Regions from separate parts of the Macaca mulatta genome. Here region 2 is linked to region 1. A link is a contact called in public Hi-C data. All regions are on one chromosome and are shown on one strand. Each heading gives the region's core, a stretch centred on a gene start, on an enhancer-like site or on the middle of the called end of the contact. The rest is flanking DNA. Distances are from core to core; before and after follow the strand shown. Region 1 holds the start of ONECUT2 (one cut homeobox 2). Region 2 holds the start of ST8SIA3 (ST8 alpha-N-acetyl-neuraminide alpha-2,8-sialyltransferase 3).

What was found. A called contact is a pair of places that touch in the nucleus more often than the background predicts.
Region 2: a contact with region 1 is called in a Hi-C map of liver, with 5 times the contacts expected there. The contact joins the promoter of ST8SIA3 here to the promoter of ONECUT2 in region 1. A contact is called at or near these places in 2 of 14 Hi-C or Micro-C datasets (fetal cortex germinal zone and liver).

Annotation. Positions count from the first base shown.
Region 1 is chr18:23,567,402-23,571,010 of T2T-MMU8v2.0, reverse strand. ONECUT2 (one cut homeobox 2) reads left to right here and starts at 1,567. Exons shown (of 2, transcript XM_015122065.3): 1 at 1,567-3,152. The coding sequence starts at 1,922.
Region 2 is chr18:23,647,679-23,651,287 of T2T-MMU8v2.0, reverse strand. It overlaps ST8SIA3 (ST8 alpha-N-acetyl-neuraminide alpha-2,8-sialyltransferase 3), which reads left to right and starts at 1,722. Exons shown (of 4, transcript XM_015122063.3): 1 at 1,722-2,166; 2 at 3,553-3,609. The coding sequence starts at 1,988.

The sequences.
Region 1 (3,609 bases), core at 318-2,817:
ATCTTTCTCTAGCACCAAGAAGGGACATACAGTATTCCGAGCTGTGCCCTTGTTTTCTTATCAAGTTTTCTCTAACAGCTGGAAGTGGTTCAAGGGGGCTGTCTTAAGGAGACCCCCTGCTCTTCTTTTGACAGCTGATCAAAAGAAAATAGGTCACGCTTCTCAAACTTATGTCCACCCTGTCCTTAATTACTGTCTCTTTAAACAAAGGCAACATCTGCGCAACCTCAGCTAGCTTGAATCTTCGGAGGCAAACAGAGCGCAACCTGCTTTGGAAGAATCTGTTACTTTTAAGGCTTTATGCCGGGGGATTGGCCTCTCTGTCTTCAACCACCCCTCCACCCCCACTCGGGCTGCAGAAATCTCCAACTCCTCTGTCCCCCAGTTCCACTCCCACCTCCAGACCTGGGGTAGCTAAACAACGGAAATTCTAGGAAGACGTTGGTGCACTTTTTAAAGCCTTGGCTTGCGAGTGTGCTCGGGCTGGCCGGTTGCTGGCCTTTCCAGAAACAAGGTTTGAATATGCAGATGTCAGCCAGGACTCCTTTTCGGCTGCCCACCGCCGTTCCTCTCTCGGGATTCGAGAGAAGCGGGTGTGTGTGTGTATGTGTGTGTGTGTAGTGTGTATTAGGAGAAAGGTCCGCGGGTGCCGTCCCAGCTGGTTTGCTTACTCTCTGCCCCCGGGAGAAGTTTGCTCACTACGGACACCAGCGACCCTCCTCACCTCCACCCCCCTAGTTCTACACTCTCCCCACTTCTTTCCAAGTCGCTGATGCAGAAAGCACTTGGTCACCTTGAAACGGCAGCTCCCGGAATTCTAGTTTTGTTTTGCAATCTAGCAGGGCTCTTCGGAAGCCTCATAACTGAGATTTATGGGCTCACCGGGTAATTAAATGATGTTATTGTGTTACCTTTGCATGCGTTACGGCTGCCCGCGCCGCCCGTGGGCCGCCGGCCGGTCGCAGCTCGCTGGCGGCGAGGGCGCTACAGTTCCTCTGGCCGCATAGATTATGCACTCCCCGGCCTCGGGAATTTACCGTGCATTAGAATACATTAGCGCCTGCACTTTAAAAGGCTAAACTAGTGGCTCCCAGCTAGGGACTCTCGGGAAGTGGCTTGTTAGCGACGAGTGTTCGTCTACACTGGCACATAGCGGAGTCTTTTGCTCCCGGCTTACTCGCCTCCAGGGAAGCTTTGGGGTGAGGCGAAGGCGACTGAAGCAATGCCCCTTCCCCCAGATCGCAGCTGCCCAGGGGGAACACAGCGCGGCATCTTTCACCGAATCTCTCTCGCTCGCACTCCAGCCTCCCTCTCTCCAGCGACCCCCCCTTCCCCTCCCTCCCTCTCCTTGACGTTTGATTCCAGTAGCAAAGGAGGAAAAAAGGCACCGAGCCGTCAGCCAAACCTGAAAAGCGCCGCCCCGCCCCCTTCACAGCCATTGGTAGCTTCCCGTAGAAGGCCCGCCTCCGGGGGTAGATGCGGCCTTGGAGTGGCTGCGCGTGGCGCCCGTCGGGCGTGGCCCCGCCCCAGGTCCGGGAGGGTAGGTTGGCTGCCCCGGCGAGCGGCAGAGCCCTTCTGGACAGCTCCCGCTCACCCAAACAGAAGACGTCGGCGCCGGAGCGGGCTCGGACATGGCGAGGCTGCGCACCGGCCCAAGCAGCGGGGCCCGGTGATCCCTCCCTCCCTCCCCGTCCCCTCCCCTCTCCCGCACACACGCCCCGTCCGCCCCCACCCCGCCCCCACCCCGGGCGAGCCCGCCCGCAGCCCCGGGGCGCACACCCGCACGCGCGCTCCACTCCACTCACTCCCGCACTCCCGCGCCCCCCGCCCCGACTCCCGCGGCCGAGCCCCGCCACGCGCGCCTTGCCCGCCCGCCGGCCGCCCCCGCCGCCCCTGCAGCCCCAGGGCCCCGATGGACTGAATGAAGGCTGCCTACACCGCTTATCGATGCCTCACCAAAGACCTAGAAGGCTGCGCCATGAACCCGGAGCTGACAATGGAAAGTCTGGGCACTTTGCACGGGCCGGCCGGCGGCGGCAGTGGCGGGGGCGGCGGCGGGGGCGGCGGGGGCGGCGGCGGGGGCCCGGGCCATGAGCAGGAGCTGCTGGCCAGCCCCAGCCCCCACCACGCGGGCCGCGGCGCCGCTGGCTCGCTGCGGGGCCCTCAGCCGCCTCCGACCGCGCACCAGGAGCTGGGCACGGCGGCAGCGGCGGCAGCGGCGGCGTCGCGCTCGGCCATGGTCACCAGCATGGCCTCGATCCTGGACGGCGGCGACTACCGGCCCGAGCTCTCCATTCCGCTGCACCACGCCATGAGCATGTCCTGCGACTCGTCTCCGCCTGGCATGGGCATGAGCAACACCTACACCACGCTGACGCCGCTTCAGCCGCTGCCACCCATCTCCACCGTGTCTGACAAGTTCCACCACCCGCACCCGCACCACCATCCGCACCACCACCACCACCACCACCACCACCAGCGCCTGTCCGGCAACGTCAGCGGCAGCTTCACCCTCATGCGCGACGAGCGCGGGCTCCCGGCCATGAACAACCTCTACAGCCCCTACAAGGAGATGCCCGGCATGAGCCAGAGCCTGTCCCCGCTGGCCGCCACGCCGCTGGGCAACGGGCTAGGCGGCCTCCACAATGCGCAGCAGAGTCTGCCCAACTACGGTCCGCCGGGCCATGACAAAATGCTCAGCCCCAACTTCGACGCGCACCACACTGCCATGCTGACCCGCGGTGAGCAACACCTGTCCCGCGGCCTGGGCACCCCTCCTGCGGCCATGATGTCGCACCTCAACGGTCTGCACCACCCGGGCCACACTCAGTCTCACGGGCCGGTGCTGGCCCCCAGTCGCGAGCGGCCACCCTCGTCCTCATCGGGCTCGCAGGTGGCCACGTCGGGCCAGCTGGAGGAGATCAACACCAAAGAGGTGGCCCAGCGCATCACCGCGGAGCTGAAGCGCTACAGTATCCCCCAGGCGATCTTCGCGCAGAGGGTGCTGTGCCGGTCTCAGGGGACTCTCTCCGACCTGCTCCGGAATCCAAAACCGTGGAGTAAACTCAAATCTGGCAGGGAGACCTTCCGCAGGATGTGGAAGTGGCTTCAGGAACCCGAGTTCCAGCGCATGTCCGCCTTACGCCTGGCAGGTAAGGCCGGGGCTAACCAGGGGCCAGGCTGCTAGGAAGAGGGCTCCTGGTCCGGTGCTTGTGGCCCAGGTCTGCGCCCCGAATCACTTATCTTGATTCTTTCCTTCTCTTTCCTATACACTTCCTCTTTCTTCTCGTTTTTAATTTCTTCTTCCATTTTCTCTTTCTCTTCTGCTCTTCCCCTACTTTCTCTTCTCCCTTTTCTTTTTCTTTCTTACTCTCTCCTTGTCCCTGAGCTTTCATTGACCGAGCCCGCCCCCGTTATATTCGCCCTCCTCTCAATGTGCCAACCTTTGCCCTCTGTCCGATCTTCCCAGGTACTGGAAGGCGGGATGGGCGTGTGCGTTTTCCTCTAGGAGGCCTGTCTTTCCAAGACTCACAAAAACCGGAACCTGCCCTTATTCAAAACCCTGTGCACTTTAAGTCTTTTTCAGACAACGCATTTCAATTTTCCGGG
Region 2 (3,609 bases), core at 473-2,972, 80 kb before region 1:
TTACACCTTACTTATACAATCATTTAAAAAAAAATAGCAATTCAAAAAAATACAATTCAAGTGTTCATCATATCCAGGCATGCAAGCCTTTTCTAAATTTTTTTAAATAATAAAAAAGTCCCACGGAGGGAAGGAGACTATTTGTGTCCTTCTGACACACACTTTTAGATTTTGGTCAAAAAGTCTAGTGGGTGCAAAGTGACCCCCTTTGTCATTAGAAACAAATAGGAGCATTCTGTGTGCTACTGTCCACAACCACACAGATATGTTTCCCAAGGGAGCTCATCAGGTCTTCAAACATTTAGCAAGCATAACGTGTGTGAGAGACAGTATTGGAGAAGGAAGACAAGCCTTGCTCTGCAGAAGCTTACAATCCAGGAGCTCACCCCTTCAAGGAATTTACTTACAGACCCCAGACAGATAATAACATTAGGTCCATGAAAGCCCACAGGGCAAGAAGTTCAGGAGAGAAAGAAGTCATAACCACCTTGGAAAAATCTCAACTTGTTTTATCAGAACTCAAAGGCCAATTTCTCACCCCTAGCTCTCTTCATTAGCGCTTATTGACCAGTATTAGGGAGTACTAAGCCAAGAGTAAAGCTAGGGTGGCAGAGGCCATAAGCTAATTGCAAAGGACAGAGTTAAAAGAAACATGCGAGTTTCCCCTGAGCACCTAATTGCATGACTGAAAATGGATTAATTTGTATTTCTAATGGATATTAAAACAAGAAACATGTGAATATACTAAAACAAATTTAAGGTCAAGCAACGCAAAGTGTTAGTGCGTTTTCCTTCCACTCTCAGAGGCAGCCTCTCTTATTTGGTTCTTGGGCTCCTTCATAAAAAGATCTGCGTTTTTTAATGGCCTCAGCTTCTGGAAGGCTCAGGCCACTTAGTCCATCAGGAGGCCAGGCCCGAGGGATGGGTCTGAAGAGTGGGCAATGGAAAGTTAAACCAGGGCTGACTTCACCAGGCCGTCAAGTCAGGGGCAAGCACATTGTCCTTCCACTGGAAGACGGAAAGGGGAGAGGAAGGCAGGCCCTCCCTACTCACAGGTCACCTGGCAACTTTGCTAGGCACTACCCAACCTTTAGGGATAAGTGAAGTATGTCGTGGGCATAAAAGGCGGACAGGGGAGTCATTCTGGCAAATTCCAAGAAGGTTTTAAGGGCTCCCGAGGCAGGCAGGCCCAGTTGCTGTTTGGAACTTCCTTTGGGGTGGAGGGTCGGGGGGCAGAGGGCCAGGGCCCCCGCATGAGGGGACATGCTTTTAAACAGCTGCCTTCCAAAAACCATTCTCCCTGCTTCTCTGAGAAGCACCCAGCTGTTGTTTATACTCTAGGACAGCAAATCCGGTTATTTGTCTCCCTATTCCGTGATATTATAAAGTAATGAATGGTCCATTAAACTAAGTTTGGGATCTCGTCTCCCTATAGCCACCTCGCCGGCACCCTCAGCCGGGGAGGCCGTAGGCGCGGGCTGCAGCCTGTCAGCCTCATTCCCCCTCCCTCCACCACCTCCCCCTACTCCCTCCCTCTCCTGCACCCCCTCCCCCCGGTTATTTGGGAGATTAGAGTTCATTAATTAAATCCTGTGCTTAGATCGAACTGTAACATTATTCCAATCACATTTATCTTGCAGGCGGCGGCAGAGATGGCAGCCTCGCTGGAAACGCGCGGGGGAGCCTGAGCCGGCTGCCGGGGACGCACGGCGCTGCGCGCTCCTTCGCCACGCCGCCGCGCAGCCCCTCCATCTTCCTGCTCGGCGCCGGGCCCCGCGCGCCCCTGCCTAGGGGGTCCCGCTGCTCTCTGGGGCTCCTGCCGGCTCCAACCCCCGGCCCCTGTCGCCACCCCGCCCCCCCCCGGGTCCCCCTCCTCCGCCACGCGCGCGCGCGCACACACACACACACACGCGCGCGCGCGCCAGCGAGCTGCTGGCCGCTCAATGGACCGATTTCCCCGGTTTCCCTGAACCCAGCCCAGCCCGGGATGAGAAATTGCAAAATGGCCCGGGTCGCCAGTGTGCTGGGGCTGGTCATGCTCAGCGTCGCCCTGCTGATTTTATCGCTCATCAGCTACGTGTCCCTGAAAAAGGAGAACATCTTCACCACTCCCAAGTACGCCAGCCCGGGGGCGCCCCGAATGTACATGTTCCACGCGGGATTCCGGTGAGTGCGGGCCTCTGTGTTAGCGCCCTCGGGAATTTGGTTGCTGGGGTGTTTGGGGAAGGGGAGACGTGGGGGAGGGGTGTTTTGGTTTCTCCGAGACTCTTTGGGCCAGATAACTGCGCGGTCTTTCCACTCCTCTCTCTAATTCTCCCTTCCCCCTCCCTGGTTTTTTTTTTTTTTTTTTTTTTTTACCCCAAAGCCCCTAGAAGCCGTTGTCCAAATCGATGTGATTGCATTTCTCGTATTCTTTCTCAGCATCCCTTCCCTCATTTCAGAAATGGGGGCTGGGGGAGGCTTTCAGGAGGGTGAGGGTGGAGGGAAAGACGGTGTGTGTGTTCGGGAGGGGGTGGCGGGCGGAGATGGACTGGCGTGAGGGGAGCGCCCTCCCCGCGCCCTGTCCTCAGACTCCGCGGGCCGGGCCCGGGGCGGTGCGGGCGGTTTAATGGCGCAGGCGCCGGACTCCCCTCGCGCCCTCCTCCTCTCCTCCCCCAGCCCTATCAAAGGACACGCGGGTTTATTCTCAGGAAGCCCCTGGGGCGTTCTCCCTCGACCCTTTCCCTCGCTGCCACCGCCCCCACCCCCTTTCCGGGATTCCTGCATCCCCCGCCCCCTGCGGGAAGCCAGCCTCGGAAGGGCCGCCCACCCTCGCCAGGTCGGAGTCACCGCCAGGCGCTGGGCCGAACTGAGAAGGCGCCAGGCGCAGCTTGACGCAGCTCTGCGAGAGCCCCCGCCCCTACCTGTGACCCCGGGAACTCCCCCAGCGGGGCATCCTGACGGGCAGGTGACAACTACAAAGTGCCACCTGTGGTCGAAGCTGGGACCGAGGCGAGGAACCCAGAGGAGCCCCGCTTGGACCGAGGAGCGGAGTTGGCCGGCGGCCCCCGGGGACCCCCAGCCAAGTTATAGGAAGTGAAATCGGACGTGGGCTCGGGAAGGAAGAGGTTAAGGCAGGAACCACCCCCAGGCTTTCCCTGGGTGTCCGGTTTCCTCTGCCCTTTCTCCAAAAATCAATTCTCTGGGGCTGCAAGGGCGTAGCGGGTCAGGCTGGCGGGGCGGCCGCTGTCCGCGGTGCTGATTCCGTGGTCCTCGCAGCGCCGCGGGCTCCAGCCCTGCGCCCGGCGTGCGCCCTGCTCTCCGCATGACGGCCATTTTATGGTCTCTCCGGCACCCGGAGGGATGGACAATGCAGATGGGGTTCCCTAGTTTTCTTTCTTTCTCTCGGGTGTGTGTGGGAGCAGAGGGCGGACCAAATGAGAGGGGCTCCGGGGCGGAACGGAGCCCGCGCGCGTGCCAGCCGCCGCCGCCCCGGCCGCTGGACTTTAATGGCTACCTTGGCTTCCCTGAGCTGAGGCCAGCACGTTTGTCTGTGCTCATGCTCCTCTCCAGGTCACAATTTGCGCTGAAGTTTCTAGACCCGTCATTTGTGCCCATTACGAATTCTCT